Regions from separate parts of the Pan troglodytes genome. Here region 1 is linked to region 2. A link is a contact called in public Hi-C data. All regions are on one chromosome and are shown on one strand. Each heading gives the region's core, a stretch centred on a gene start, on an enhancer-like site or on the middle of the called end of the contact. The rest is flanking DNA. Distances are from core to core; before and after follow the strand shown. Region 1 holds the start of OLFM3 (olfactomedin 3). Region 2 has its middle 180 kb from the start of OLFM3.

What was found. A called contact is a pair of places that touch in the nucleus more often than the background predicts.
Region 1: a Hi-C map of induced pluripotent stem cells shows a contact between it and region 2, with 2.0 times the contacts expected there. The contact joins the promoter of OLFM3 here to the enhancer-like site in region 2. A contact is called at or near these places in 3 of 7 Hi-C or Micro-C datasets (induced pluripotent stem cells and stem cell-derived neural progenitor cells) and 1 of 1 datasets of contacts at active chromatin or transcription factors (stem cell-derived excitatory neurons).

The regions. Positions count from the first base shown.
Region 1 is chr1:129,179,845-129,183,709 of NHGRI_mPanTro3-v2.0_pri, forward strand. It overlaps OLFM3 (olfactomedin 3), which reads left to right and starts at 2,056. Exons shown (of 6, transcript XM_001139550.8): 1 at 2,056-2,234. The coding sequence starts at 2,166.
Region 2 is chr1:128,996,124-129,000,173 of NHGRI_mPanTro3-v2.0_pri, forward strand. No RefSeq gene overlaps it. Among named protein-coding and RNA genes, the nearest start is that of OLFM3, 180 kb to the right of the region's middle. Within about 2 kb of position 1,893, at least 1 of the 24 cell types and tissues checked has an H3K27ac peak or open chromatin away from gene starts, as enhancers often do. A contact at or near this core is called in induced pluripotent stem cells, where this site is marked.

The sequences.
Region 1 (3,865 bases), core at 806-3,305, 180 kb after region 2:
AAATACAGCTTCCTCTACTCAAACAAGTATAATGTACTACTGTCTGCTAATTGAGAGGTAGAGATGTAAAAAAGATTGTAGAAGACTTCTTGGGAAGAGAGAAAAGCATGTGTAAATACAAATAACAAAAAATGTATTTAGAGAATGGATAATAAAAATGTATTATTATAATCATTCAGCCAACACACCTCTGCAAATTCATTTTCAATCTGCACAGTCATGTGAAATATTTAAAAATGGATGCAGAATTTTCAACAATTTCTATGTGTGATTTTTTAAAAATTATGCTGATTTTATCCTACATAGATAGATAAGTATGTAGATGTTGATAGGTAGAAAAGTTTAGGTTAAGAAGGAAATGTAAAAAGAAAAAAACTCTGACAAATATGTTCTAGGAAGTTACCCCAGAGAGTGGTACAACTCTATAGTTTTATCTATTACCTCAAAATAATGGAAACTTCTAAATGTGGTTATGGCTGTTAAGATTATTAAATTAACACCATTATAAGTAATTTCACTTTCTTTCTATGATTTTGCAATCTCTATTTTGTATGATCCACTCCTTCAAAAAGAATTATCAGGTGTAGTGAACTTCATGCCATTTGTGTTTATAGAAAATAAAGACCTCAAGTAACTATAGACACATTTATAATATTAGGATTAAAACAGATGCAATATGATGTAAATTCTTGGGGACAATAACTTTCAAATGCATTTGAGTCCTAATTGAGATTTCTTATATTAAAAAATAGGATATATTTTCAGTGAAAGGTTGATGGAGATTTCATACTCGGTATGTGTCTGATATCTCAATTCATTGTCTTTTAAATGTCGAAGTAAAAGGAAGCAATGTCCACAGACCCAGTCTATCTATATATTTTAACCCTTAGGAATTACAATTTCTAGAAAAATCAATAGAAGATGGAAATATTAAAGGCATAATTGTACGAGAGGGATGTTTCAGGGTGGCTACCAACTTCTTCCTTTTTATATTATTGAGAACACTTTTTCCATATTCAAAGAAATGAAATTGCTCCAGTAAGGTTGAATGATGCAGGGTAAGAGAGTTTGCCATTTACCCTTTCTTTGCTCTTGTGAGGCAGCTATTCTGCCTTTTCTTGGGCCCTAGATTACAGAAGTGTTTGAAAGCTTAGAAATAAACACTCTTCCCATCCCGCTATCCATCTATCAGTGAATTCTTCTTCAAGTAAAAACACAAGTCAGACTGATAGAAAAACTATATTTCCAGGTATGGCTGTGCATATGGGGGGGATATTTCAGTTGGGGGGATCACTAATGGAATATACCATTTATAACTAAAAGAAGAATATAAGCCTCTTTATTTATTTATGCATAGTGTTTTTAAATGACCAAATCCCTAGATAGATAGATACACATTAATACCTAACCAAAACATATAACTTTAATAAGCTATTCATAAATGACTGCACATATCTATAAATTACCACATTCATCTATCAATAACAGCTGAAAATCGTGTGCCTTGGATGACACACACTGATAGTCTGCACTGCAAACTTTGTTTAAAGCACTAAATACAATATCAAGTCCTCTGTCAATGACAGCAGAAGGTTCTAGTGCACTATTTGTTTCATAATCCTGTATTTAGCTGACTCTTTACTTCTCTGCAGCTCAAGTTGCCGGCAAATGCTGAACTGGAGCACGAGAGTCAATCCTTGTTTGGTTAACAAATTCCCCGCAAAATATCCCCCCGAAACCCCCAGGAGCTGTAGTGATGTCATATCCGTTGTCCAGGTCTCCACACCTCTCTCAGCAGTTACTCCCTTTATCTATTCCTTGGGTCAAAACTTTTGAGGTGGGCTAGCTATATAGCAGCGGGGGAGAGGGTAAACTGGGGCGCGCGGGTTGGAGGCGCTTCAGCACCGCGGCCAGCGCCCACTGCAGCCCAACCCACTCTCTTGAGCTCCCGGACTCCTAGCTCTGAGAATGCCTGCGGAATGATCGCCCCCCAGGGCGGCTGCCGCCGCTGCCGCTGCTGCTGTTATTGCTACTGCTGCTGCCGCCTCTGCTTCCACTCGGCTCTGACTGGCAGGCAGAAAGTGCAACTGACGAGGGAAAGGTCTCTGCAGTGAGTGGAGAGCCTACATAAAAGAGAGTAAAGAGGGGCAAAAACCCAGATCAGAATGCAGGCGACGTCCAACCTTCTCAACCTCCTGCTGCTGTCTTTGCTTGCCGGATTAGATCCTTCCAAGGTATGAACAATATTTTGAGTCTTGTTTGAAATAAATGTGCAATATGTAACAAACCTAACAGAAATGCAAATAAATATGTCAAAAACGGGACGAGAGACAGCTCTTTCAGCTACCTTATGGTGTCTGGCGTATCCCCACTGCTTGGAAGATAACAAGGTGAACTACCGGAGGAATAGCTCCTCAAGGTAGAGTCCTACTGCGCGGGGGGAGGGACTAGGAGAAAATATAATGTGCATGGGCAGCGGGCAATGCGGCTCTCCGGGGAATTTAGCTTATTCCGTGTCCAACTGCTTAATGCTCTCTTTTGAAGTCGGACGGGTAATGCAAAGGAGTTTGCAGTAGAAACAATGCAATTTATAAACATGTATTAGGACATGGTGAACCGTTTCTTTGTTGAAAGCAGGGAAGCGTTTTCCAGCTGATCCTGGTCAATAATACTCCCATCGCAGACGTGCTGCGGTTTGTGTCCAAAACATTTGGGATGCTGCTTGTAAAACACATGGCAGAGCAGCAGAGCTATACTCTCTGCCATGGCTGAGAGGCGTTGGTGAAAGGAGCTTGTGTTTGTTTCTTCCTTTTCATTAAGAAAATTAGGGGGCACTGAGGAAGTTCTGATTATCAGTGTTAAGAAACAGGAAGTGAGAACCTTAACAAACTAAGGAGGGCAATAGGAAGGATGAGTTAACTCATAGACGTTGAACTCTGAAAATTATCTAGTACTGGCAATGAAAGTGAACGCTAAACTCCTTTGATAAAAAGACAGGAAAATATGGACAAATATTTTCAACGATGTCTGAGAAAAGTCTTGATGACAAAGTGAGATAATATGAAAGCTTCAGCCTTCTAAGAAAATCATAATGACAGGGAATAAGAGATAAGCCACCTGGTGAAAAAGAGTAAGAGATACAATTTATTATTTTACTTATTTAACTGGCCAACAGCAATTTGACAATATAGGAAGAATGATTCCATGCTATAAAACTAATACAAGCTATATTTTGGAATATTATAAAGTTATTTTTAAAGCTTTACATCATGTGTGTAGTGTAGACAAATTAAGTTTCCTTTCATTACTGAATAGAACTAAGATGTAACCAAGCATAATTTAATACTGTGGTTGTGATATTTGTAGGCCTAATATAGTATACAGTTAAAACTTAGAATCATGTCGTATATATTTATAATTATTTCTGTACTCTTTCATATTTAGAAGGACCTGATGAGAATAAACTCATTTTATTTTAAAGCTTTGATTGAACTGGTATTATTGATGTAAACGCTTCACTCTGTGTGAATGTCATCTTAATAATCTTAAAGGCATATTTTATATACTAAGGTGTAGCTTTAAAGCATTTCACACTTAGGAAAAAGTGTTGATTTTGTTTTTATATTTAATTTTTTTTCTTCTTGACTCTGCACCCTGTAGTGACACATTCTATCCACTGCCACTCTTTTTATATGATATTGTTTAAAACTTTTGAATACATTCCATATGATTTGGGAATATTCTTGGTAAAACATTTTCTAAAAGCAAAGTTAATCACTAAGTTACTGCAGAAAAAGTCACTTGACTTAAAGTGAGTTTTATTTGTTTTTCTTTAAAATAAATTCAGAAATGTAGAGCTTCATTA
Region 2 (4,050 bases), core at 643-3,142:
TGTGGCTGCTGTAATAAATTATTACAAATGTGGCGGCTTAAACAACAGAAATGGATTCTCTCTTAGCTCTGGATGCCAGGAGTCTGAAATCAGGATGTAGCAAGAACACACTCCTCTGAAAGGAGGGGAGTAGTGAACAATCTGCCTCTTGACTCTTCCAGCTTCTTGTGGCTGTTGACAATCTTCAGCTTGCGGCCACATCTCTTTCTCTGCTCCATCTTCAGATTACCTGTCCTGTCAAATCTGCTTTCTGTTCTGTCTGATATACTTCTGCCCCTCTCTTATAAGGATGCATGTGATTATATTTAGGGTCCACCAAACAATCCAATATAAATCTCTCATCTAAATATTCTTAATCATATATTTTGCCATATAAGTTAGTATTATTATATATAATATTATACTTACCATGTGAGTTCATTAGTCAACTTTCACTCTTTTGCCATATAAAGTAATATTTACTGGTTCTAGGCATTAGGATGTTGACATGCCTTTGTGACTACCATTCAGTCTACTGTAATCCCACAGATTATCCTACTAAATTACTGTATGAGTGGCATCATATCAACCAAAGTAGATAAGTAGGAACTAGCCAGCAAATTAGATGTTTCCTTAGTTACACGTGCTCCAAAGAGTTTAAGATAACCATATGATAATTGAGGGGCCTACCACATAAGTATAAATTTAAAGATCTGGTGATCTTGGGTAAAAGGTACATCTCCTCTAAGGTAAAGAACAAATAAAGAGGATTCTAGAGAAAAAATATATATATTATTAGCAGACCTGCAATCTATTCTCTCTTTTGTCATTAAAAAGGAAAATATGGCCTAATTAAAAGCTTTTGTATAGAGGCTAATGAAATTCCTCCATATATTATGAACTCTAGAGATAGAGTTCTTACCTATAAGATACTTTCAGCCAGACATAACTGACCTATCCGCGTTGCTTATTGTAATTAAAATTAGGATATTTGGATTTATAGAGTAGCACTCTGGACAATGCCATATAAGCTATGTAATTATCAAAGTATAAAATGCATACTTTGGTCATGGAGTTAGTGAATAAAATAGCTCCTATCTAATTATGTTCTGTATGCATTACTTGGAAACTGCATGTTACATCAGTGCGGGTACTAATGCAGCAAGGTAAGGTCTGGGGAGCAGCACTGGCAGTAGGTCCCAGTACTGCACTTCTCCACATTGTGCCTGATCCTTGTATTATTGTAATTATCTATAAACTTCAGCACTAGGTATATTTTGGATTTTTATTAGTCTGGTTTGGACAATGTGATCCTTTGTACTTTTCCAGGAACAATAATGTAAGGCATACAAAATAGCTTAAATCAATACTATTTATTTTTATAGTGCTGGGACTTTAATATGTAAAATACGTGGGTCTGGAATCCAAGTGGTGGAAATAAGGATAGTTTTGTTTACCATCATCCCCAGTGTACTACCTTGGGTGATTGTACTTATTGTTTCTACAAGTCTGGGCTCTGCAGTGTAGGTGACCAGGTCTTGGTTCTCAAAGGGGGAACCCTTCTGCCAGGGGATACAGCAAGAGTTTCAATCAATGGTAGCTACAGCTTCCACCTAGGCATTTTGCATTCCTGTTCTAAAAGAACAATAGAGAAGAAGGGGATTCACCATCTTTGTAACTGTAAGGAATCCAGACTACCAGAAGGTGATAGGGCTGCTGTGATGCAGTGGGAGCAGAGAGGGAAAATCTTGATGTCCAGGTTATCCACTTATGTTCCTCTGAGTACTCTTTTGTCCACTTTTGACAGTTAATGAACAAAAGGACCAACTCTGGCCTGAGAAAGGCACTGTATGTGTGGACTAAAATACCTGAGGATTAAGGGTCTGACTCATACAAACAGGTGAGCCAAAATGACCACTAGAGGCGCTAAGTGACAGTGGGGGTGAACAGGACTGGCCAGAGAAGAGAAACAATGATTATCAGTTCTGGCTTTCAAACAGCCTTTCCTGTAAATTCATCCCACCAGCTTTCCATTCCTAAGTCTCTTCTGGAAAAAAAGTCCATTGGAAACACTGGAGCGTTTTTCCAAAATCTCTATGAAGAGCAGCACAAAGGGTGGGTGGTAATGGATGCTGAGATAAACTGTCCAGTTAGCCCTTCGGGTAAAAAGGAATTACCCTCCCAGTTCCTGGGATTCCTGGAGAAATATGGCCCTCAACTGTCAACCTTCTTTGGGGATTGTCTCAACTAAAAGAAGCTGCCTCACCCAAACTCACATCTCTTCCCAGGGCAACCCTCATCCAATAACAGATGTTGACGTCAAAAGGTCCAATTGCCTCATCCCAACTGAGGTAATCATAGTTTGAGAGCTCCTGATTAGATCCATTGTAACCTTCTTTGAGACTACCTTAACACTTCACCTTGTCCCTCTGCTCAATCCTGCTTCCTTCCTCTCCCTATAAGTATTCTAAACACTAATGTCTATTTCAGAATCTGCTACTGAGGAAATACAACTTGCAGCAACATCCAAACCATATCCAAAAATACAACTTATTTACTAATGAGTGTGGTTGTGAAAGAAAAAAAGTACAATTCCCCCATATAATTTTAAATTTTCCATCTTTCTTCTCCTCCCCATGTCTATTTCTAAAAGGTCAATATAGCCATGAAATTTAGAATCTCACCCAATACCATTCTAATTTTTCTTTTCCAAATGGTCACTCTGACCTTAATATACTATTTGAATTCATTTCACTTTTCTCTTTTTGTATGACACACCATGTCTCTGAAATATGTCCACATATGTGGTATCCATGAGATTATTAAAGTCTTCAGAATAAATAAGATTGGAGAGAGAACAGAGGGAGAGAGGAAGGGAGAGAGGGAAGGAGAGAGGGAGGCAGAGAGGCAGAATCAGGGACAGAGAGACCGAGATAATAGAAATAGTAAAGAAAGAAGGAAATCAAGGAATAAATATAGGAGAATTTCTACTGTTAGGATAAGAAAGAAGGAAGGGTGAGATCTACTTTTCTTCATTTGCAAAACAAAAGTCTTGGAAAAGTTTTCTATATAAAAAGCTAGATGGAAGAGCTAATATGACAATCCAAAGCCAAAAATCAAAGGTCCAGGAGATGAAAATAAGTGTGTGCAATATGGATATGCTTCTACAAAAATTATGACCTAAAGGAAATGACACTATCTGAATTCTTCTAAGATTGCTTTATCCAAATATTACATGGTTTAAGAAAATAAAATAAAGGGCAGGTATCTCCATCTGAGACAAGCAAAAGTTTTTGCTTTTGCTTTCATAATTAAAATCTGGAATTTCATAGTATTTTGAAATATATTTGAGAGAAAAATACTAAAAATATTTGACTATCAATTTGAAACTTTGTTGAGAAACTTACAACCTTTATTCCTCCATTTATGCCATCATAATTACTTTTATAGTCATTATGAAGTTCCCATTTATGTGTCCATTTTGTTAGCAGCACACTGTATTTTAACCTTCAAAATAAACTATAAATATTTACAGATTCTAATTCCCATAGGTATCTTTAAATCTAATTTATTTTTTTGTGTGTTAAATTGCATGTTTTCTTATTTTCTAATAAGATTTCCTGGGTAATGAAACTTTTATGCTTCAGTGTTTTCATCTTGCATTTATTCAGTGAAATCATTTTGAAAGTCCTCGTGTGCACTCAGGCTAATTAATGCATTTAGAGGGTATTATTATAATTTTAAACCTTCCTATGAGGATAAAAAGGGGACCCTCTCTCTTCAAATACTTTCTAAATCTCTTTCCTCTTTTATTTCATCTTAACATTTGTAACTATTATATAATTTTAATGCATAATTTTAAATATATTAAAATGTAATATATAATTGTAAATTATATATTTAAATTTAATATAATTTTAAATAAATACATATATTTATTTAATATAATTTTAAATAAATACATATATTTATTTAATATAATTTTAAATAAATACATATATTTATTTAATATAATATTAAATAAATACATATATTTATTTAATATAATATTAAATAAATACATATATTTAT